7 separate regions of the Mus musculus genome follow, and all the other regions are linked to region 5. A link is a contact called in public HiCAR-type and promoter capture Hi-C data. All regions are on one chromosome and are shown on one strand. Each heading gives the region's core, a stretch centred on a gene start, on an enhancer-like site or on the middle of the called end of the contact. The rest is flanking DNA. Distances are from core to core; before and after follow the strand shown.

What was found. Promoter capture Hi-C pulls out the DNA fragments that hold promoters and counts their contacts. HiCAR-type assays count read pairs that join an accessible place to other places.
Region 1: a contact with region 5 is called in a promoter capture Hi-C map of hippocampal neurons, with 2.6 times the contacts expected there. The contact joins the enhancer-like site here to the promoter of Pdhx in region 5. A contact is called at or near these places in 5 of 39 promoter capture datasets (the 3T3-L1 cell line, hippocampal neurons, maxillary cranial neural crest and 1 more).
Region 2: a contact with region 5 is called in a promoter capture Hi-C map of embryonic stem cells, with 2.1 times the contacts expected there. The contact joins the enhancer-like site here to the promoter of Pdhx in region 5. A contact is called at or near these places in 3 of 39 promoter capture datasets (the HPC-7 cell line, embryonic stem cells and maxillary cranial neural crest) and 1 of 115 datasets of contacts at active chromatin or transcription factors (astrocytes).
Region 3: a contact with region 5 is called in a promoter capture Hi-C map of hippocampal neurons, with 2.6 times the contacts expected there. The contact joins the enhancer-like site here to the promoter of Pdhx in region 5. A contact is called at or near these places in 14 of 39 promoter capture datasets (the 3T3-L1 cell line, 3T3-L1-derived adipocytes, the HPC-7 cell line and 9 more) and 1 of 9 other capture datasets (adipose tissue).
Region 4: a contact with region 5 is called in a promoter capture Hi-C map of hippocampal neurons, with 5 times the contacts expected there. The contact joins the promoter of Pamr1 here to the promoter of Pdhx in region 5. A contact is called at or near these places in 9 of 39 promoter capture datasets (the 3T3-L1 cell line, cranial neural crest, embryonic stem cells and 5 more), 2 of 115 datasets of contacts at active chromatin or transcription factors (neural tube and pancreatic cancer cells) and 3 of 9 other capture datasets (adipose tissue, embryonic stem cells and liver).
Region 6: a promoter capture Hi-C map of embryonic stem cells shows a contact between it and region 5, with 3 times the contacts expected there. The contact joins the enhancer-like site here to the promoter of Pdhx in region 5. A contact is called at or near these places in 3 of 39 promoter capture datasets (embryonic stem cells, liver and stem cell-derived epiblast-like cells), 1 of 115 datasets of contacts at active chromatin or transcription factors (embryonic stem cells) and 1 of 9 other capture datasets (adipose tissue).
Region 7: a contact with region 5 is called in a HiCAR-type map of astrocytes, with 2.3 times the contacts expected there. The contact joins the promoter of Ldlrad3 here to the promoter of Pdhx in region 5. A contact is called at or near these places in 14 of 39 promoter capture datasets (the 3T3-L1 cell line, 3T3-L1-derived adipocytes, the HPC-7 cell line and 9 more), 1 of 484 Hi-C or Micro-C datasets (palatal mesenchyme) and 2 of 115 datasets of contacts at active chromatin or transcription factors (astrocytes and fibro-adipogenic progenitors).

Annotation. Positions count from the first base shown.
Region 1 is chr2:102,507,000-102,509,784 of GRCm38.p6, forward strand. No RefSeq gene overlaps it. Among named protein-coding and RNA genes, the nearest start is that of Pamr1, 42 kb to the right of the region's middle. Within about 2 kb of position 1,457, at least 27 of the 459 cell types and tissues checked have an H3K27ac peak or open chromatin away from gene starts, as enhancers often do. A contact at or near this core is called in hippocampal neurons, where this site is marked.
Region 2 is chr2:102,120,302-102,123,329 of GRCm38.p6, forward strand. All of the region lies in intron 1 of Ldlrad3 (low density lipoprotein receptor class A domain containing 3), which reads right to left. Among named protein-coding and RNA genes, the nearest start is that of Ldlrad3, 65 kb to the right of the region's middle. Within about 2 kb of position 1,665, at least 22 of the 459 cell types and tissues checked have an H3K27ac peak or open chromatin away from gene starts, as enhancers often do. A contact at or near this core is called in embryonic stem cells, where this site is marked.
Region 3 is chr2:102,204,236-102,207,344 of GRCm38.p6, forward strand. No RefSeq gene overlaps it. Among named protein-coding and RNA genes, the nearest start is that of Ldlrad3, 19 kb to the left of the region's middle. Within about 2 kb of position 1,651, at least 20 of the 459 cell types and tissues checked have an H3K27ac peak or open chromatin away from gene starts, as enhancers often do. A contact at or near this core is called in hippocampal neurons, where this site is marked.
Region 4 is chr2:102,548,414-102,551,450 of GRCm38.p6, forward strand. It overlaps Pamr1 (peptidase domain containing associated with muscle regeneration 1), which reads left to right and starts at 1,608. Exons shown (of 11, transcript NM_173749.4): 1 at 1,608-1,851. The coding sequence starts at 1,779.
Region 5 is chr2:103,071,901-103,075,060 of GRCm38.p6, forward strand. It overlaps Pdhx (pyruvate dehydrogenase complex, component X), which reads right to left and starts at 1,613. Exons shown (of 11, transcript NM_175094.5): 1 at 1,390-1,613. The coding sequence starts at 1,549. It overlaps Apip (APAF1 interacting protein), which reads left to right and starts at 1,775. Exons shown (of 7, transcript NM_019735.4): 1 at 1,775-1,941. The coding sequence starts at 1,888.
Region 6 is chr2:103,990,938-103,994,087 of GRCm38.p6, forward strand. It overlaps 4931422A03Rik (RIKEN cDNA 4931422A03 gene), which reads right to left. Exons shown (of 5, transcript NM_175161.3): 4 at 2,948-2,975; 5 at 1,558-1,886. The coding sequence ends at 1,658. Among named protein-coding and RNA genes, the nearest start is that of Gm38515, 12 kb to the left of the region's middle. Within about 2 kb of position 1,769, at least 15 of the 459 cell types and tissues checked have an H3K27ac peak or open chromatin away from gene starts, as enhancers often do. A contact at or near this core is called in embryonic stem cells, where this site is marked.
Region 7 is chr2:102,185,159-102,187,902 of GRCm38.p6, forward strand. It overlaps Ldlrad3 (low density lipoprotein receptor class A domain containing 3), which reads right to left and starts at 1,302. Exons shown (of 6, transcript NM_178886.3): 1 at 1,122-1,302. The coding sequence starts at 1,167.

The DNA.
Region 1 (2,785 bases), core at 207-2,706, 570 kb before region 5:
TCTTGCTAACCTGGTGTCATTAGCTTAATTTATGCATTCTGTTATCTTGTATTCCTCATACTGGAGAGTAAACCCAGGGCTCTATACATGCCAGGTAGCACAGCACCTACTAAGCTATATCCCCAAGTAATTTACAGGCTTCTAAGTACTGAAGCTAAGAGGATAAAGACCCCCCACCCCAAACTCCTCACATGGAGAGTTTCAGGCATTCACTGTGCTCTAAAGAGACTTCCTGGGACCTACAGCAGTCACTTGAAGCTGTAAGGAGCTTCTCAGAGAAGTCTGATGTTTAAGAATACTGGATCCAGACTAGGAAGAGCATAGCTTTCCTATGCTTCTGGAAAGATCTTTGAATCTTTCTTTCCCCTAGACAGGGTTTCTCTGTGCAGCGCTGGCTGTCCTGAAACTTGCTGGGAGTAAAGGCATGTGCCACCAGGACCTATCAAGGTCTTTGAATCTTAAAGGACACTGATTGATTAGTGATATCTACCAAACACAATAGGATGAGGGGTGGAATTAGGATGTCGGTAGGTGTTTACCAAAGCCGCATGTAGCTGTCCTCCTATAACTCTTTAAAGTATCAATAGTGTTTTTCTTCATGCTTTCTTTCTCTTCTGAGCCCTCCCTCTTGGTAATTTTTAGCAAACCATTCCTCTTGAGTCACATATCTTCTTTGAGTTCAAGAACAGATGCTGAAGAACCAAGAGTCTCTGTCAGCATCTGCCCAGTGGGCTTTGCCTCTTGGCTTATCTTGTTTTTCCATTCTTTTTCTTCAGAGTTCTGGAAAAAAGCTTGAGGGTGATTCATTTGCCCTGTGCTCCAACTTGAAAACAAAAGAATCTCTAGCATGAGCAATAAAAGAAGATTGTTGGCACGTGATGTTATTACATTCCTTTTCGTTCTCATTCACAGCCGTCCTTTTGAAGCACTTTCTAGCGCTGAATCCCCATGCTGCTTGGCATTTGGGGGAACAAGAATAGGACAGACAGAATGCCTGGTCTTTGAGAAGTCAACCAGGAGCACTAGATTTCATCAGGCAACTAGGAGTGTTAAGTGCTATGATGGGGTGCGAAGAGAGTGTAAAGAGGGAAGAGGCACAATTGTCTGCAGGGGATGATGGAGAGTTTTCTGAAGTGTTAATCCTGTCTTTGCCCCTGTGGGTTTGTTAACTTAATAAACTTATAATTACAGAGAATGTTCTATGTGCCAAGTTCTGATCCAGACATGTGTGCTGCAGGGGTGAACTAAACAAAGATCCCTGCTCTCAGGGAGTGTGCATGGTAATAGAGGGACCAGATGGGAAATACTGAGGCAGCAGGCAAGGATCACCACGTCAGATTTATTAGCTGGTAAACTGGGGTGGGGGAATGTGGTTTGGCTGGTGCTGTGATGGCTTCTCCCTTCTCTTTCTACCATCTGCAGGCAAGGTGGACACTCCTTGTTCCATCCTGCTCAGGCCAGTTAGAAAGCAGGTCCTGGGCCCTGACTCATGTGTGCTTTCCCCCTAACTTCAGTGTATGTAAACCACTCCCAATGAAGGGAAGAGTGTAGGAACTGTACTGGGTCAAGATGCAAAGAGTGGTTCTGTCTCAGAGCCAGGAGCAGGCGTGTGAGGCTCTACTTCATTTAGATCAGGAAAGAGTTCAGAGAGTTAGGTGAGGAACTGTCCTCTGGACAAAGAGAGCGAGACTGGGTTTCAGACCAAGGAGAAGTAGGCATCAAAGCATAGATTATGCATAGAAAGCCCTGGTAGTGTTAACATTTTACCTCCTTAAAGGACAAGATTACAGTTTAGTTTACAGATCTTAATTGATTTATTTATCTATTTTTAATTCTGGAGCTGGGCATCCATTTCATTCCATGGAGTAGAGTATGTGTTCTTGTAGGCTTAGATTTTTCAATCCTATTTTTAATATGGGTTCTTAAATGCTTTAACCTCCCTTCTAGCCCATCACCCACCAGAGGTAATGGAAAAGAAAGGTTATTAGGATATGGGGGAAATGGACCTGTTTAGAAATTGTTCTTTGGAGCAAATCCTATCTGCATTGTCAGGAAATCAGCAGTTCAGTTCACAGGAATCAGCAGCAGCAGCTTGATCCACTCTCAAGTACTTCATGAATGAACAGTTTAGTTCAGTAGTGTCAGAATAGCAAACATGCATCAGCACCTAGCAGAAACAGCCAAGCCTCAGCCTAATCACCATGAGTCGGCGATCAGGAGAAGTTCTCTTCTGTGCCTTTCTGTGTAGATCAGCCAAGATGCAGAACCAAGAAGAGTGGCAAAGCTAGCTATACAAGCCTCTGTCACTGTCCATTGAATCCTAATTATATTCCCTCCAAACATCATGTGTCCTCCCAGGTCTTACCTCACCATGTGTCTAGGCTCAGCAAGCGAGTCTGTCTTCGCAAAACTTCACATGCGTCTGTATCAGTTGACATCACTCTGCCAAGCAGCCTGAGCGTAAGAAAGCGGCAAGAAGCTGCCTTACTAGTTCTTTGGGGAGTTTCTCTCTGTGGAGTCACAGCAAACAGACCTCAGCTAGGCAATGTAAGGTGAACCAATACATGTGTGTTGTTAGCGAAGACTCCTTTATCGCATGTTCTTTCTTGTGTTTGCTTTAGCAAACATCCTTTCATCTGTCTGTGTCCACTTCAGGAAAACACTCCTTCACATGTATGCCCCAGCAAAACACCCTCTGATACAAGTGACTTGCCAAAGAACCCGTAAGTTTCCATTTCATGTTCCAGTGAGCTGACCAGAGGAAGCAGGTTTTATAGGGACTCTT
Region 2 (3,028 bases), core at 415-2,914, 950 kb before region 5:
GGCAGATGTTTTGTTTCCTTCTTATAAAACAAGTGAGGGAAGAAGGCCAGTGGCCAGCATTCAGGAAGCAAGGGAAGGTCACAGGAGGAGGTGCAGGAACTCACAGTTTCCCTAAGGAGTCAGCTCTCTAAGTTATTCTCCTTTGGACCTCTGTCCTCTTGGGCTGAAGCTTCTGCTTACAATCTTACATATGCTTTCACGTCCTTGCATCACTTCATGAGGAAAATTATGTGGGAATGGTGTTCCTGTTTCGGGGAGCTACTGAGCCACTGGGATAAGGTCTCATGTCCACCCTCCAGAGGCCCTGCAGCTCCTCTTGATACAATCCACAAGTTGAACCCTGTGCCACACCAGAGCCTTGCTTTGTCCTTCCTCTGGCTCTGTGAACAGCCCCTGAGACGCCAAGTACTACAGGCCTTCCTCTGCGGAAGATCTACTGTCTACCAAAGCACTTGGATGTGGCAGGACTTTAATAGCCCCCTCCCTTTTTTCTTTTAAGTTCTTAGAAGAATCCCCTGCCCATTTTATAGATGAAGGAGCAGACTGAAGACAAGACTCACCCAAGGTCACACAGCTAGAAAGAGTCAGATAGTTAATACTTCAGTCTTGCTGGCCAGGAATCTAGGCTAAGTTATTGGATAGGTACCTATCTAAGAAAGAGAATAGTATCTCATACATCTTTCACTGATACATTTTTTAAATCTTCAAAATCATTAAGAGTAACTTTCTATATTCCAGGTCTACCACAGAGAGGAGTGGGGTAGGGGGTAATGAACTTCTTGTGTAAGCAAAAGTCAACGCTTATAATTGTCTGCCCTTTGCATCTTTCTAAGGATTGAAGCCTGTAGATCAGGAAGCATCAGACGACAGGTAATGGGCACGTACAACCACTTATCAACCTACAACTGTGCCATCTGTCCACCCCACCACACTCACCTCACGAGAAAGAGACTGCTATTTACCTAACGGTTCCCTGGCCCCAGAGAATCTCGTCTCTTCTGCTGCCCTGTGTCTGTAGCAACAATCAAGTACCAGGCATCCATAGACACCCACAAACGGCTGCTGACCGCAGTATGGGGACAGAAGAACCTGCTGACTCCTACAGACATTTATTTCCAGTTCTGACATAAATTCATCTGACCTGCCTTGAACTTCAATTTTGCTTTGCCATATGTCATACAGTGGATCAATGACTGGCGGGACCTGCAGAAGGAAGCTTTTCTAAATTCCCAGGGAGAGAGGCACAGAGTGAATAGCTTGAACCCATTTCCTATTGTTCTCTTTCTCTGGCTTACCCAAGTCCTCACCAGGTGGGCTGCACAGAGGGTGCTGCAAGAGCCCAGTGCAATGAGCCCCACCCCAAAGTACAATGTGCCCCACCCCAAACCTTTTCCTTAGGCAGCTTGCAGCAGCAGCAACAGAAGTAGGGGTCAGTGAAGCTGAGCTGAAGGTCAGGAGAGGGGGCAGTTTTCTGACCAACTGCATCAGGCTGGTGATAAGCGAGGCTTATGATAAAGCTAATCATCTCTTCCCTCCGGCACAGAAGCAGGCGGAGGTCAAGAGGAAGGGCTGTATTTCAGCCCCTAGTTTATCCCCATGCACCCAGAGATCAGGGCAGCCACCTCCACAGTCTCTGTGATCCATTCCACAACAGACCATCTGCTCCCCCTCCCCCTCCCCCTGCACCCTCCCAAACTGCAGGCAAAGCTGTAACATAACAATGCCAGCCAGGGAATGAGCCAGAAAAGCAAAATGACCTTCATTCTGGCCCCAAAGCACATCTTGATGATGAAGGATTTCTCAACTAAGACTCAAAACAAGCACAGGCCAGAAAGGAAAAGGCAGTTGAATACAACTGCATTAAAATGTGAAGTTCCAGGTCATTGGGTAAATTCTATAAACATGGTTCAGACACTCCATCCACTGGGAAAGATACAAAGTGGGGATATGTAGAATTTTCTTGCAAAACTGCATGTGAGAACACAAAGGATGCTGTGGCCCTGGGAGGGGTGGGGGCAGGGCTGGACAAAGCATCCACAGCAGGTGTTCCTACTGAGGAAGGGGTGCTAAGTTATTGTAATCACCTAGTGACTAACAAGGAAGCTCCCATCCACAACCATCGGGCTTGCAAAAATCTAGAGCCTGGCATTCTGGAGTGGCAAGAAGTGGAACACCAGGACCCCAGGCATGGCACAGGCATGGGGACTCTGAAGAACGCCTGGTAGCAACTCGGAAGGTCCAAGATGAACCCCCTAGACTGCAGAAAATGATGCACAGGACACAGGGTGACACAAGAGGCACAAAACTGGAGCTATCAAGATAGCTAATAAGTTCAGGGAGGAAAAAAAAACTATCCTATAACTCTGATGACCTGAGTCCAATCCCTTGAAACTACATTTAAAAATAAATAAATAAAAGGGCTAAAATCCAGCTGTGGTCGTTCCCAAGAACAGACGTGGCTGGACGCTCGCATAGGCAGAACAGCAGAAACACAGAAGATCTTGGATTACACTGAAGGGGAAGGGCATAGTCTACTCCAAGAGTTGTGCCTGCTCAAGCTCTGCGCTCTCTCTCGCTCTCTCTCTCTCTCTCTCTCTCTCCCTCTCACACACACACACACACACACACACACACACACACACACACACACCCCACCACCACCACCACCACCACCACCACCACCACCACCACCACCACCACCACCACATGTTCACCAGAGGGAGAACAGAGAGAAGCACAATCTTTTCCCACAGTGCACAAGCATCCAGGGCTTTCGTGGAATGAACTGGGGTGAAGTGAATTTGCATGGATAAATCTGAGAAACTTAACAGGAAGTAAGAAAGCAAATTGCAGAACATCGCCCATACTAACTCAGAAAGTAGCACTTTAAGGGGACATGGGTGTGAAGGATGACTACCCTGGTCAAGGTCATGGTCACCTCTGGCAGGCAGGGTCAGGGGCACAGGTGGGCACAGGTGGACAAGCACCAGAACCCAGGGGAAGCAGGGGGTGAGCGAATAGATTGCTA
Region 3 (3,109 bases), core at 401-2,900, 870 kb before region 5:
GTGTGTGTGTGTGTGGATCTATGCATGTGTGAGTATAGGTGCCCTTGGAACGCAGAAAAGGATTCTGGATCCCCTGGAGCTGAACTCCCAAGTGGTTGTGGGGCGTCTAATATGAGCACTGGGACTCAAACTCAGATCCATGGCAAGAGCATAACGGAACCTTAACCACTAAGCCATCTCTCCAGCCCTTTATTTAACTTTAAAATTTACATTTCAACATATGTGCCACGTGTAGCTAGTTGCTTTCATATTGACAATGACATGTTAGACCCTATGCACTAAGAATTCTAGTGAGGTCAGTACTCATGTTCCAGAAATGCAATATGAAGTATATGTAATGCTCTAGAATTTTAATGTGAATCCCACGTGTAATTTAAGTTTTCCTAGCCTTCCTCACTGAGGTTTTAAAAAAGGGAAGAATTAATTTCAATAATGTTTTTATTATCAATTAGTCAAAGTTTTATTTCAACATGTAATCAATAAAAAATATGAGATAGTTTATGTTTCTTTTTTTCCCTGCCAGCTCTCTCAAGTATGATGGGCACTATATTATAGCAACACATTTCATTTGGGCTAGCTATATTTTAAGCCTTCAATTGCAACAGTTGGCTAGTGGCTAACAATGGGTGATATAACACAGATCAGAGCCAGCCTAGGGCTACCTTCTCTACCTGTTGCCCAGCTTTTAAAGCACTGTAATAAAAAGCACTTGTGTTTAACTAAAGTTTCTAAGTAGAAACCAATAAACACAAAGCCCACTGTGTTCATTTCTATCAGAGTATACATGGTTATGCAAACTATTTTGTGTTTTCTTTCTGAAGGTGTTCCTGGTTCTTTCTCTTTGATTTACATCAATTAACTAATCTCACCAACACATCAATATTTACTGCTCATTATTCAAGAGCTTCTCCATCTTGGAGAAAGGCAGTGTGATTGTGTGTCTTGGAATTCCTGAGCTTAGCACCCAGTAATTTCCATGTCAATAATTTCCATTAGTGTAATGGGACACAATAGAAACTACCTCTGGAATAAGGGTGTGTAATGAAGAAAGCAATCATAGAGAATCGTTTAGCAGCAAAGTAGATAACCAATAAGCCAATGATCTGATCAATGGGTGTTAGATACACTAAGAGCAGAAGATGGTCCTAAAATATCCATTAGCAGAAACACTAACAAATAAATTACCTAATCATAATCAATAGAGCTGGTTGCGGATGACCTCGAAAGATGCATAAGCGATGAAGAAAATTTGCATACCTCCACTGGATTGCCTTTTAGAGTTTACAAACCGTTCCCCCCACCCCCAAAGAGGCCCCCTCACCAGTCCCCTTTGACACCTTTTCTATATCAGTTTGTTGCCTCATTCTTTCCAGGTAATGAGAAACAGAGAAAAGCAGTCCTGTAGGTTTTCTGTCTCTCCTGGGCGCACCTTGCAGAAACATGCTCAATATTTGCTAATGGCTTTGGAAGAGAGAGCTGTGAAGGTGCAGCCTGGGCTTTTCCCAGGCGGAATGCAAGAGGAGATCTGAGAGGGAGGGAGGAGACATGGGTGGGTGGGAGGTGAGGGTACCCGGTGTTAGGATCAGAACGATGCCTTTAAGCTCCAAAGGGAAAGGCTCTTGTTCAGTCTGTCAGCCTGGCTCGGGTGGGGCGGTGCTGGTGGAGCGGGGAAAGTGATTTCTGTGGTCTGCGTTCTGCAGGCTTTCTGATCAGATTCGTTCCTTCCCCCCTTTAGTGCCGTTTATGTCCTTTGATTTCACACACCACATAAGCATTTACACATTACGAAGTTAGCCGACTGGGAGAAGACAGGATAACGATCTTACTATTATGTATTATTTAACTGGTATTAAGCTTTCATTGGCTTCTCTGGAAGGAGCAAGATTTTGCTTTGCTTAGGAAAGCGATCATGAGCTGGCTGCACACGAGCTGTCTTCCATTGTAAAAACCTGGCCCTGTCTTCAAAGGGCTTGGCTGAGGATAGAGACAGAGACATTCTGAACCCCTTTAATGTCCCCTCTTCCTTCCCTTGTCACTCTGTGGCTGGGAAGGAGACAGAGGCATTGACTAAAGCCCAGAGTATGTCAGGTTAACAATACCTAATTGTATTGACATTTGTTTTTACAAAGGCCTGGTTAGCACCCCTCAAAGGGCATTATTTTGAATACCAAGAACAGGAGACCCCTATACTCACTCTAGTTATAAAATCCTGAAATGCAAGCGTTTCAAGAGAAAGTAACTTTTGATGCTGTTTGTTTGTAACAAGGTAATTAACTAAGGATGTTGAGCCAGGGCTACTGTTTAAGGTCCTCTAACCACAGTGCTTGTATTACTGGGTGTTAGCATCAAGCTCCCAAGGAGACCAATGAAAGCCAGCATCCTCATCAATTCTAAACTTGTACCAATGTATGGGAAAAACCCTTTAGGTGTGCACACCGAGAAGTAAGCAACAAATCCACTCTTTGTAAGAAAAAGTTATGAGATAAATATTCATATAAAAGTTGGTGCTCACGGCTGGTATTTTTAAAAAGTAAAATTATAACCCATAAAAATGCAAAATGTACAAGATGTCAAGAGTTTATTCAACTTAACTTAATGAGGGAGCCAGCAATGTTCTGAAGGTTCAAGGTGAATTCAAAGAGCAAATACGTGCACAGGCGAGCAATCAGGAGCACGGACAGCAGCTTCCTCTCACAGAGGCAAAGTCCTTCAGAGGAGAGTCAGGCAGGGGATTCCTAAAGTTCATTTAAATGTGATGGAGACATCTGTCCCCCAGGGTACTGCTCTACAGGATTTCTTCCCTGGTGTATGGCCTCACTTCTGAGACAATGGATCTCATTGTCGTGATTAGGTGACAGAAGAGGGCACAGGTGAAGGGATTTTAGCAGCTGTAATTAAATCTTTGAGACAGGGTAATCAAAAAAGGAGCTTATCTCAAATAGGTCTGAGCTAATCAAGCAAACCCTTAAAGAGAGAGATTTGGAATAGAAAAGCTGCCACTGGCCTCGGAGAAACAGGTTGGTAAAAGTGGAGGGGGAGGGGAAACTGAAGAGATGGCTCAGCAGCTGCTCCTGCAGAGGACCAGAGTGCTTCCAGCATGGCTTCAGGT
Region 4 (3,037 bases), core at 358-2,857, 520 kb before region 5:
CCCACTCTTTCTTTCAATTACTTACCATCACTCAATTTGTATATGTGCATCCATCTATCTATCTATCTATCTATCTATCTATCTATCTATCTATCTATCTACCTATCTATCACTTATCAGTCCACAAGTATGTATCTGTCATATGTCACTTAACTGTGTGCCATCCATCCATCCATCCATCCATCCATCCATCCATCCATCATCTACCTAAACAATTTAAAGTGCATTTTGTTGGTTAACTTTGCCATACATACTTTGAGCAAAATGAATAAGTACAATTTAGAGACTAATTCATATATATGCATTGTTTCTCAAGGGCACTGGTCAGGTTCAACCTTCTTTCTAGAAAGTTCTCATTATTCTCCTCCGTGGATGGAGATATTACTTTTCTCACTAGCCCTGAAGAATCATCCACGCCTCATAACTTTGAGTTTTAATCTAACATCACAAACTAATATTGGCACATCCCAAAGTCCCAGGTCTAAATTAGACTCAAGTATATTATGCTTTGCCATTCGTAGCTCAGTGATTTCATGCAAGTGACTTAAAATCTGAATCTTTTTGATTCCAGAATTTATAGAAAACGCTACCGATTGTACGTCTTGACTAATGGTTAAACTTACTTTTATGTGGGTATCACCTTTGAAGCTGTACACCATAGTGATTAGGACTACCGTCTGTGGATCTGATAATCATAGGCTCAAACCTCAGAGCTGTGCCCCTCACTTGTGTGACCTTAGACTCTCAAGGACTCCTTTTCCCTGTTTGTGGAATAGAGACACTCGGGTCCTGCCTGTATGCTCTTGGGGAGTATCTTGTGCTGCCCCACCATCATGAACTCAGATCAGGATTTCCCAGTAGCCTGTGTGTGCAGTTGCTCAGAGCAGAAAAGGGGAAAGAAAGCGCTTGGAGGTAGAGCAGTGTTGAGAGGGGAGTGCAGGTGGGTTTACTCTATCCTCCCATCGCCTGTTGGGGGAGGGCATACTCGGCCTTATATGGAGGTGGGTGGCAATTTTTAGGAGTATCTCCTTCTATGGATTTCAGGAAATAAACTCTGGTCCTAGTGCTTGAACAGTAAACAGCTCTGTCATTCTGTTGGGCCCCAGGCCACTCTTCTAATCTGTCTCTGTCTGCCTAATTTAGGTGACCACAACCAATACCTGCCCCAGCCCCCCATTCCAGCCTTCCATGCCACCTTTCTCAGCCTCTTCCATAAGCCTCTCATCTCAGGTTCTAGTACCATCCTGCCCTCTCAGCCTCCCATCCCAGTGCCATGCTAGCCTCCTAGCCCAGCCTCCAATCCTCCTTTCTCCTCTCAGCTTTCTAGCTCAGGTGCGGGATGTTTGAATGAGCATCCTCCCTAGCCTCCTCTGAGAGGTCCCGCAGCCATTCCTACTTCTGGTCCCAGTCAGTGCTGCCTGCCACACATCTCTACCTTCACTATCAACAAAGGTTGATCACGGAAGTCCAGCGAGAAGGAGCGGGCTCTGGTATCCCGCTGTCCCCCGTAGATCGCTGTGCACTGGCCTCCAGGCGTGGTCACGACTCCCCGGGCCTCTCAAGGGTTAAGAGGAAAGCTTTGGGCTGACGTCGCTCTGGCCGAAGGTGGTTCCCCTAGCTGAGGGTGGGAGAGCCCGGCGGGCTGAAACCCGAGCTCTGTTTCAGCTGGAGCTTGGGGAGGTCCCGGCAAGAGCAGAGCCCGCTGCCCTGTTCTCGCCTAGGCATCCCTCCAGTCACTCCCCTCCAGTCACTCGGTACCGACACAGCAACGGGAAACGATGGAGCTAGACAGATGGGCGCAGTTGGGGCTGGTGTTCCTGCAGCTCCTTCTCATCTCATCGTTGCCAAGAGGTACTGTTAGTGACCAGGAGCCCTTTGCGGGGTCTGATGGGGAGCTGGACAGGTTGGGGTTGTTCCAGCGATAATCTGGGGTTTCTGGCTGGGAGCTGGATGCTCCCGTTGTCCGCTTTAAGAACAGGATGATATTCCTAATTGTGGGACTAAACTATGTCTAAGCTAAAGAAGAGAGCTCTTGTGCTATCTATCTATCTATCTATCTATCTATCTATCTATCTATCTATCTATCTATCTATCTATCTATCTTTTTTTTTAAAGGACCACATTCCCCTGGGAAGCCCATTCCCTGTGAGTTACTGGCTCTGATTTGCAAAGTCAAAGTTTCCTGGGAAAGTAGTCCCGCAGGGTTGAAGAACAGGGATTGGGTGGGCGTTTCTCCAATGAACCCTGCTTGATAAAGCTGTAAGGTGGGAACTCTTTAAAGCAGACCCCCAGTACAGGAGCTCTGCTCGCTCAGAAAATAGCACACATCCTGGGGAAACTTAGAAGAAATGGGCAGTCTGTTTCTGGGTGTACAGCGTTTGTTTTGAAAGAGTCCTGGCTCCTTTGTTTCCCACATGTCGCGTATTTGTCACCCACAGTTCATAGGGGATGGGCTCCTACGGGCACAAGAGAGATTGGGACATGACAGCACTTTAGGCATCCTCTTGACAGATTGCAGAGCCAAAGCCAGGCAATGACAGGTCTCAAAAGAGGATCTTAGTAGGCAGGGAGCAGGGACTTCTGTCTGTGTCTGTGTGTCTGTCTGTCTTGGGTGGCGGCAAGGGTGAGGTGTGAGGTGAATGAAGCCCTGCTGACGGGTTGGGGTGCAAGGAGGTGAAGCTAGAGGCTACAGGTGTGAGGTGTGGAGCGGGAGAGGTGAGGTGAAAGCAGAGAAGGTAACCTCCCAGATGAGCAAGCACAGCTGCGATTTGCCTGAGAGGGGTGACTTTGCTTAGGAGAAGGCAATCCCTTCCTGTAGCCTTTCTGTACTGGCTGGCAGTACCCTGTGTTTTGTACAAAAGGAGGGGTCTTTGCTCTAGCAGGTGGGTGGCAAGTGCCCAAGAAAGACATGAGAGTAGAGCACTGGCCTGCTGCAGAAAGAGAGACCACAGCCTTCAGAGGCGTCTCTTTGTGTCAACACAGAGAGTCTAGAAACATGAGACTTCCCTTCCCATGTTTGGTTAATAATTTCCATGTA
Region 5 (3,160 bases), core at 363-2,862:
AATGATGCCGACAGACAAGGTGTTCAAGGTATCTACCCGGAGGTAGAGGATAAGTCCAGGTAAAATGCCAAGACTTAGCAGATGAAAACTATCCATGTGAATTTCTAAAGGCAGAAGCAGCTGACTCTAAGAAAAATCTTGGAAACTACTCATTTTTTGTGTCTAAGAACACACACTCTTTCCTTTTTAAACAGAGTTTAGGAAATTCACACTCTCAAAAAGACCTCACAAGCAAGGATAGGCCATTTCACAGGTATTTTTCCCAATCTAAGCTTTCATATTCCTCGATGTTTTGAGGCAGGGAGTCTCAAAAGTGTGCTCCATTAAACTCACAACAGTATAAGGTGCAGATTCCTGAGTCAGAGTTTCTGCTAAGTGTAGGCAAGTTCAGTTTTAACAAATGAGGACCAGGCAGAGAAAATATTATATACTATACAGTTAAAGACAATATCCAGGAAGTATTTATTAAACATTACTCCAAAAATGACTTAGGTAAATTGTCCCTATTAGCCCCTCTTTAGAAATCTCAGCACACGGATTTTATTGTTTTTCTTTTTCTTTTTTTTTGTTTTGTTTTGTGGCCTCAGACAGCTCAGAAAGTGTGGGCTAGGCCTACTGTACCAGGTGGTGGTAAGAATGATTACTTAAATGTCTAATGGTTTCTAAAACTGTTTTCTGTGCCCCCATCCTAACCCCCAGCCCATATTCATACACGTAAGGAAGAATAATGCCAGGTCTGCCATTTTATATGCTGTATGTTAAATAACGGAAGGACAGTGGGTATATCTCCGAGTTCAATATCACTGCTTAAGAACAATTTTATGTAATAGGCTGTATGAATTTCATGCCACATATTTTACTTGAAACATTCTAGCAATGTCTGTGATTCTGTATTTTCTAAGTTAAGTCTTGTATGCTGCATACATTAAGTGCAGTAAGATTTAAAGTTTTCCAATAGGGACAGGTCCTTTGAATGAATCAGTATGGGTAATAGTGGCTTTGAATGTATGGGCAGCTATATTACATTAGAGAGGAATGGTAAAATTAAAGAAATTTGACATGTGATTGATAAGGGTCTAAAATAGAGGGATTTAAAACAGACCCTCCCTAGGTGACATCGAAATTTCTCAAATTCTAAAGCAAGGTCACAGAGAAGCCATGTAGCCCTGAAGGCAGGCCAAGGACGGAACCATGCTCTCCCAAGTCTGAAGACAGTTCTTTTGCCGCATGCCATAGGCTAAGTCAGCAGGCCCGTTTCTGGGGGAGGTTGAAAGGAACAGGAAGAGTCCGCACTTAACCTCACAAACCGTGTCCCCAATCAAGAAAGCCCCTGACCCAGGCCCCATTGCTCAGCTAAAGAGAGAAGTGGAGCGAGCGCAAGCCACTCACCCTGCAGCAGCTGAGTACTGTGAAACCACCTCCAACTTGCTCCACGGTCGACAGGCCAAGCAGCAGCACCCTGAGCCAGTCCCAGGCTTCGACGGCTGCTAAATCCCAGAAGGTACCGAAGCAGCGGCTGGTTACAGTGAAGCCTCCAGGAGGCCGCCATCTTCCCGGCTTTCTCCGGGAAAGCTCGCAAGTCAACTAGATTGGCGGCCTCAAGGCCCGTCCAGGCCCCGCCTTGCATGGGCTGGCCCCGCCCACAGCGCACGCTCCCCGCCTTGGACTGGAGGACTAGTCCTTCTAACACCGCCTCCAACCTTCACGGGCACGCCCACCGGCCGGTTTGCGCCGCCGCAGATTCTCCAAAGGGACGAGGTCCCCCTCAGACTCCGCCTCTCACTCTTGCTCCGCCCCCAGGCTGCCCGCTCTGTCGCCTAATAGCGTTCTGCCGGCCGCTCAGACTTGGAACGAGCGCGGGACAGATAACGGAGCAGAGTCAGAACCATGTCTGGCTGTCAAGCTCAAGGAGACTGTTGCTCGCGGCCGTGTGGCGCGCAGGTAAGGACGGCGGTCTACAGCAGGCGAGGTGGGGTCACGGGCCGCGGGGTGGGGCTTCGGCCAGGAGCTCTAGGCGGCTAATTCCTAACCCAGTCCGCGAAAGTCAGAGGCCCCTCTGTGCTAGTAGGACTGCTCTACCGGAATTGTCAGGCACCCCAAAGGGCACTCTTTTGGGCAGTTGTCCTTGCCTATCTTACTTGACGTTATGAGGTGGGAGCTCTTGGAAATGATTCTTCTTTAAGGAAAATGGGCCCTGGGGCAACATGGGTTTTCTTTCAGTTAAACAGGACGCAGGCTTATGAAATGCCTTCTAGTGCTAAGAAAATGGTGAACTAGCGAACTAGAAGAATAAACAGCTTCGATACTAACTGATAAGCCCTGCAGAAGACTCAGGGGAAGTCCACAAAATTATATCTTTACTAACCTTTCGTCTAGCCAAGGGGTCTCAATTTAAAATAAAACAGGAAATATTTAATGCAGAGCATCTGAACTATTATTGTCTTGGAATAAGTGGCTTTTCACAAATTCTTTATAAACCTTGAAATTAGGCACGACTGAAAGGGAGATTTTGCATATAGGACACAGGTCCCTGGTGGCCATCCCTATATATGGAGAACGAGGAAAGTAGAAGCAATGTATCAGAATCAAGGTGCATTGATAGCAGACATGTTTGTCATCCCTTATTAGTAAATCTTGGTGACGGTCATCATAGAAATACAGATTTTTTTTTCATACTAAGTGTTGTGCCAGATCAGCAAAATAACCTGTGATTCAAGAGCTGTGATTGAATTTATCAAGACAGAAAATAGCCACATACAAAAAAGAAGCTGAAGATGTTTTTCAAGTATAGAAGGAGAAGTGGGTGGTTTCAGATGGTGATTTGTCAAAGACTTTTGAATACCTAGCATTTTAGATTGGCCCATATTTTGAGGAAACCACAAAGAAAACTCTAGGACCACCATATACCTCAACTAGAGATCTCATTACATGTCTCTAGCCTCTTCTTGCTGTTTGGAGGTATAGACGCAGTGTCAAATTCTGCTTTTTTGAGGGACACTTAGAAAGTCATATTCTGTGTGAAATTTCCTGATTCAAAAATGTTGGCTTGAGTTCTAAGTGTTGTGCAGATCAAATAAACGACTTTGGTCTGTGTTGGGGGGTGGGGGGTCACTATTGCTGTGGTGAAACACCATGACCAAAGAAAGCAACTTGGGGAGGA
Region 6 (3,150 bases), core at 519-3,018, 920 kb after region 5:
AAGACCACCTATTGCTTCTCCAAAGAACCCGAGTTGACTTCAATTCCTAGAACCTACTGCTTTGGTGCTAAGATGAGAGAAAGATGGCAGAGAGAGCTAGAAGCTGGCTTTGGTTGCCCCAGCAGAAACAAGAGAAACTCTGCCTCAAAAACAAGGTAGAAAGAGAGAATAATTCCTAAAAAGCCATGTATGATGTACACACACACACACACACACACACACACACACACACACTACATACACACAGTTAAAATGTATAAAAAGACAATAATCATTTCTACCAACCCGCATACCACAAAGATTTGTTTGATGCTAATAATAAAATCTTGGAACATATCTGTCACATAGTAAATGCTATGTAGTCAGCCCTCCATATCCATAGGTTCTATATGCAAAGATTTGACCAACCACAGACCAAAAGCCTATTTTCTAAAACCCTGACTCTGTGTAGATTGGTTCAGTAGTTAAGAGCATTTGCTGTTCTTGCAGAGGACCTGGGTTCCAGTTCCCAACACCCAGATGATAGCTCACAACCATCAGGGACTCTAGGTCCAGGGGAGCCAATGCCCTCTTCTGGCCTCCAAGTGCACTACACACAAATGGCACACCTATATGTAGGCAAAACATCCATATACATAAAAATAAACACATCAAACCTGTATCTATACTGATCATGCACAGACCTTTTCCTGTAATTGGCTCTAGTAGAGTACAATAACTCTTCATATAGTTTCACATGAAGTAACCTAGAGATGATTTATACAGGAAACTGTAGAAGTTATATGCAAACACTATGCTATGTATGCCGTTTTACATAAAGTGCTTAAACATTCACAGATTTTGGAATGTGAGTGGAGCTGTAAAGCCAATCCCCAACAGATACCTATGCATTTACTTATTGTTATTGTTGTTACTATATACATGGTCACATCCTAAGAATTATCAGGTTAAAGAAAAGTCAAATGCTAAATTTACTCAGATCATTTTAAAGGACAGTGGTGTTTGGAGGAAAGAGAGTAGAGACACAGAGCTAAGTTGTTACCCCAAATAACGGGAGCGAAGAACTGGGGACCTGGAAGAGCGTTTCTGTTTCCAAATGGAGGGCAGGAGAGCCAGAAAAACAAAGTCAAGGTGGAACTAACACTCGGTACCTGTCCAAGGCTTTCCAGCTCTCAGCCCTGGGTACAAAGACTTAAAATAATAAAGCGCTTCAGAACGACTCAACACCCCAGGAGCTAGAGCACTCTGTCTGGGCAAATAATAAACTCAGAATCTGCTTATCAGCCCCACCAATGGAAATGACAGCCGGCAAGGCAAAAATGCCTCTCGATTCTCAGGATAACAGAACCGGCTCACAGGATCTTCGGTTATTACTGATGGAATCCTCCCAGCTATTACACCTCGGAAGAATATTAAGGCGTGCAGCCAGTGAAGACAGATCTAAAGGAGGGGGGTGTGAGGACTTCAGCCCCGTACAATACCGCCGATATTCAAATTGTGCTCTCCTGAGCTGTGTCTAATATCAGCATCATTTTTTAAAAAACAGACATATCAGTTGCAGTCAAGGTTTTTATTTTACTTGCCCCATTCTTCACTGCCTGGATGGGGAGGGGGGGGGAGGATAGGGGAAAAAAAGAATCACCGGCTACATTACTTTTTAATTTAATGCCCTTGAGTAAGGGCAATCGCAGTCAGGCATGATGGGGACCGCTGGAGAGTGGTTGCGAAGGTCCCCGTGTGTGAGTACGGGTTGCAGCAGCCATGTCCGCATCATTTTCTCCAGGTAAAGCTTGCTTCCCATTGTCATGGCATCTCTGCATCCTACTATTTGAATTCCAGACACATCGACAGCACACTGAAGGGCCCCTGCCAATTTTTGCAGCTTGCTTGGAAAAGAGCATCAGGAAGCCAGCATTAGTCATTTATACGACTCCCAGGTCCCTGTTGTAAATTCAGCTTGCGGGCCTGCCTCCAGGTGAGGCCCTGTGGCTTCGCTCTCTAATCTTGTAACCCTTTGTGGCCAGTTTCTTCCCATAAACGTGTGTTCCAAATCTTGGTTCAGGTTGTCTACCTATCTGAATCTTTTTCTTTTTTAGGCTAGAATCCCTCTGCCACGAAAATTCTAGACACAGACAGAATCCAACTCTTTGTCCTCAACCAGACAGGAGCGGTCTGCACAGCCGCTCCTCCTGTATTTTCATGCAGATGAAATCCGGTGAAATTTGACAATGGTCCTCCCACAGCAGGCAGCAGAGGGTAGCCCATCTCATTTAAATACGAGATTTTCAAGGTGCTTTCCTTTCCTCTAGTTCTCCCTCGTCTTTCTGCTTCTTGTTTCCTTCCCATCCTTTCTTCTTGTTAAAAAAAATTTTTTTTTTTAAATTTTTGTTCTGTCTTTGTGTTTTCTTTTGTTAGGGACAGAGGCACAGGTCTCACACTCACTAGCCAAGGCTGGCCTTGAACTCCTGATCTTCCTGTATCCAGGAGAAATTTTTGAAGAATTGTTTTTACGGGTTTAGGAAGATTTGCACAACATAAATGGGGGAAAATGCATATGCAAATTTTAACATATTATATTATACTTATGTATACACATGCACATATACATATTTAACTAGAAGAAAATGTAGCAGAGCGGTGATTATTCTGTTTCTTCTTTACCATCTTATTTAGTTTCTAAAACAAGCAGGTGTCAAGCATTCGTAAGAAAAAAATGCTATTTATAAAAATAAGTTTTATCAGGGATGTTTTTAGACAAAAAAAAAAAAAAAGATTGTTCTAAAAAGCTTTATTATCTGGTCAGCCCAGATTCTCATAAAACCAGAGGGAGGCTCCCGGATACCCACTGGCCCCTGGGCAGCAGAGCTGTCCCCAGAGGCAGCCTCTGGAAGCCTGGGGTTCTAGGTTAGAGAGTTTGGTCCTGCAGAAGCGGAAAAGCCTCACTCACCCATCCGGATTCTCTGTTATGGATCCAGCTGTCCAGAGAGCACACACAGGCATGGAAAAGAAAGACAAAGAAAAAAGGAAGAATTAATTCCTTAACTGGCCAAGTGAGAAGGAGAGAAACGTGATCCCGAACTGTTACAGACCCCGGGTGAGCTTCCTGCCCAGTCATCCCAGGCCCCAAAGACCGGTTCCTTTCCCCACAGG
Region 7 (2,744 bases), core at 52-2,551, 890 kb before region 5:
AGCAAGCCCACAAGACATTTAAATGGAGTCTCAGAGGAGTGGGGATGATGGGGGAGGGGGAGGTCCCGCTGGCCAGTCATTTGAGAGGATGCACAGGACTTGCAACTTCTAGGAAGGGAGGGTTGCTGGACATCTGCAAGGGGTAGCTCAGAAAGGTTTTGACTTCCCTCACAACAAACACAACGCAGCAGCCAAGTTTTCTGGAAGTATTTGGAAAAATCCGACATAAATTAGACGTGTGAATGATACGGCCACAGAGCATGAAATCTTCAGTAAAGAAAGTTCTGTGAGCATCAGCTGCCCAGAAATAAGCATCAGGGGCCAAGGGCGGGCAGAGCTGTGGAGGGGCTGCTGACAGCTGTGGCCAGCGGGCAGAGGCAGAGGGGAAGGGCTCCAAGCTGGAATTCGGAGCGTGCCCACATCAGCAGAAAAGTTCCTGGGAACAGCACTCTGTCTGGGAGGGACCCTGCGGGTCTCAGGATGCACGCGCTCTGAGATGCAGGGACCAACGGCCGTTAGAGGAAGCCCCGGTCCTCTTTTCCTTCCCTGCTCCCTGAAGGTTAAGGCATCTTCGACAGACGACAGAAGTAAAAGATCTGCTCCCAGGATGAACGAATGATTTCCATGTCCATTCCCTACTGCATCTCGCTATTCCCAAACCAGACACGGTCCAGGGAAGAAGAGAAAGGAAGCTGGGATGCAGATGCGGGGAGAGCGTAGATGGGAAACTGAGGCAGAAAAGTGTATGTTAAAGGCTGAGGGAATCCGGGAAGACCCGAAATCAAGAGTGGAGTCCTCTCCTTTCCCTCCTCGGTTCCCAGCACACAGAGCCACACTCGAACTACGCCCAATCCGGGCGGCCGCCCGGCTCTAGGGAGCCGGCGCCGCACAAAGCTCCGCCCGCGCACACACACGACAACAGCACCCGGTGCGCCGGCCCACACAATAGCGCGGCGCGCGCCCCGCCGCGGCCCCTCGCGGGGTCCCGGCCAGCCCGGCGCCGAGGTCCGCCCTTCGCGCACACCCACGCCCGCAGCCCAGGCCCGCGCGCGGAGCAGGGACGATCGAGGCAGCCCCCGCGCCCGGCGCTCGGTGAAGCGCGTCACGCGCCCCCCACTCACCCGCAGTGCTGCTCAGCAGCAGGCACAGCGGCCCCAGCAGCCACATGGCGCGGCCGCCGCTCCGCTGCCCAGCGACGTTGCTGCCCCGCGGCCTCGGTCAGACCCCGCCTCTCGGCGCCGGCCACGCCCTCTCGCCGGCCCAGCCACGCCCCCGCCCTCCCAGGCCAGAGAGCTCAGCCAAGTTCTGCACGCTCACAGTTGAATGTGGCCGCCTGAGCTCTCCTCCACGGTCCAGGTTACAAAGGTCCGGCGGATCCAGTTTTTGCTGCCTCAGGGGTCAAATTGCGAGGAATTCTTAACTGCCCCGGCTCTTCTCTCGGCCGGTTTCCCTTTCTTCCTGCATCCTGCGGGGATGAGAGAGTCACCATCTCCCCAGAGCCTAGATGGAAGAAAAAAGTTTGAAGAACCGGTTCTTAGGAGAAAACTTTTTTTCATTGTTGACAGTGAAATACGACCGTTGCTTCTCAAACTCCAAAATGTATCAGGCAGGCTTGGCGACCCCGTTATAAAGCTCACTTCCACTCAACAGGTCTGCATTTCTAATAAACTGGGGGGGGTGATTCTCAGGATGGTAGTTCCTGGAGCCACTGGAGGAGCAGAGAAGACATTTCATCCTGAGATCTAAGAACACTGAGGAGAGTTTTAAATCCCCAAAACTTTATGCATTTTCCATTGTTTGGGCATTATACACTGTTTTTTAAGGAAAGCCTATTATCATGGAGCTGAGGAAATGACTTAGCAGTTGAGAGCAATTGACCTTCTCTGGTTAGACCTTCAAATGAGCCCCCAGCCCCAGAGGAAGCCATGATTGCCTTAAGTCCATGTGCTCCTCTAAGCTGCATCTAGGTTACTAACCAAAAGACTGAGTGCATTCACTGGGTTATTGCTTTCACCAAAAAGTCTTTTGTTACAAGGCGATAACATTACTATTCATGGCATTACAGCAAACACTGACCAGAACAGCTGAATCTCACTTAGCATCCTCCAGAAAGCTGCAGGAGGATGGCACTAGTCTGCTTCAGGCATGGCACTCTCATGGTCACACTTTACCTTTACAACAACCTCTGAAGACAGACAGTAATGTTTCTGTGACACAAATGAAGTCTCTGAGGCTCAAAAAAAAGAAAAAAAAAAAAAGAAAAGAAAGGAAGGAAGGAAGGGAAAACATTCTCAACAGCCACACATCGTTACTTACCACCGTGAACAAGCCCAGTTCAGAAGACCATAAGACACAGAACTTATCTGCAGCTTCAAAGATGATGTGGCCACTGGATCTGAGCTATGATCATGGAAATGCTCAATAAACAAAAGTTAATTTCAGCGTTTAATACAATTCTACTCCCAGGAAAAGATTTCTGGGTTGCAGCTCCCACTCCCCAAAGCCACTGAGCCTGAGAGTTTTCCCTGCTGGAAATTAAAGTCATTCTTTAGCTGTTGCTGAGTGTGTGTGTGTGTGTGTGTGTGTGTGGTGCATGCATGTGGGTATGTGAGCGTAGTGTGGTGTGCGAGTGTATGTGTGTGAGTGTGTGTGTAAGTATGTGTGTGTGAGAGAATGTGTGTAAGCATGTGTGTATTGTGAGAGAGAGAGAGAGTGTGTGTGCATGTGTGTGTGGAGAGAGAGTG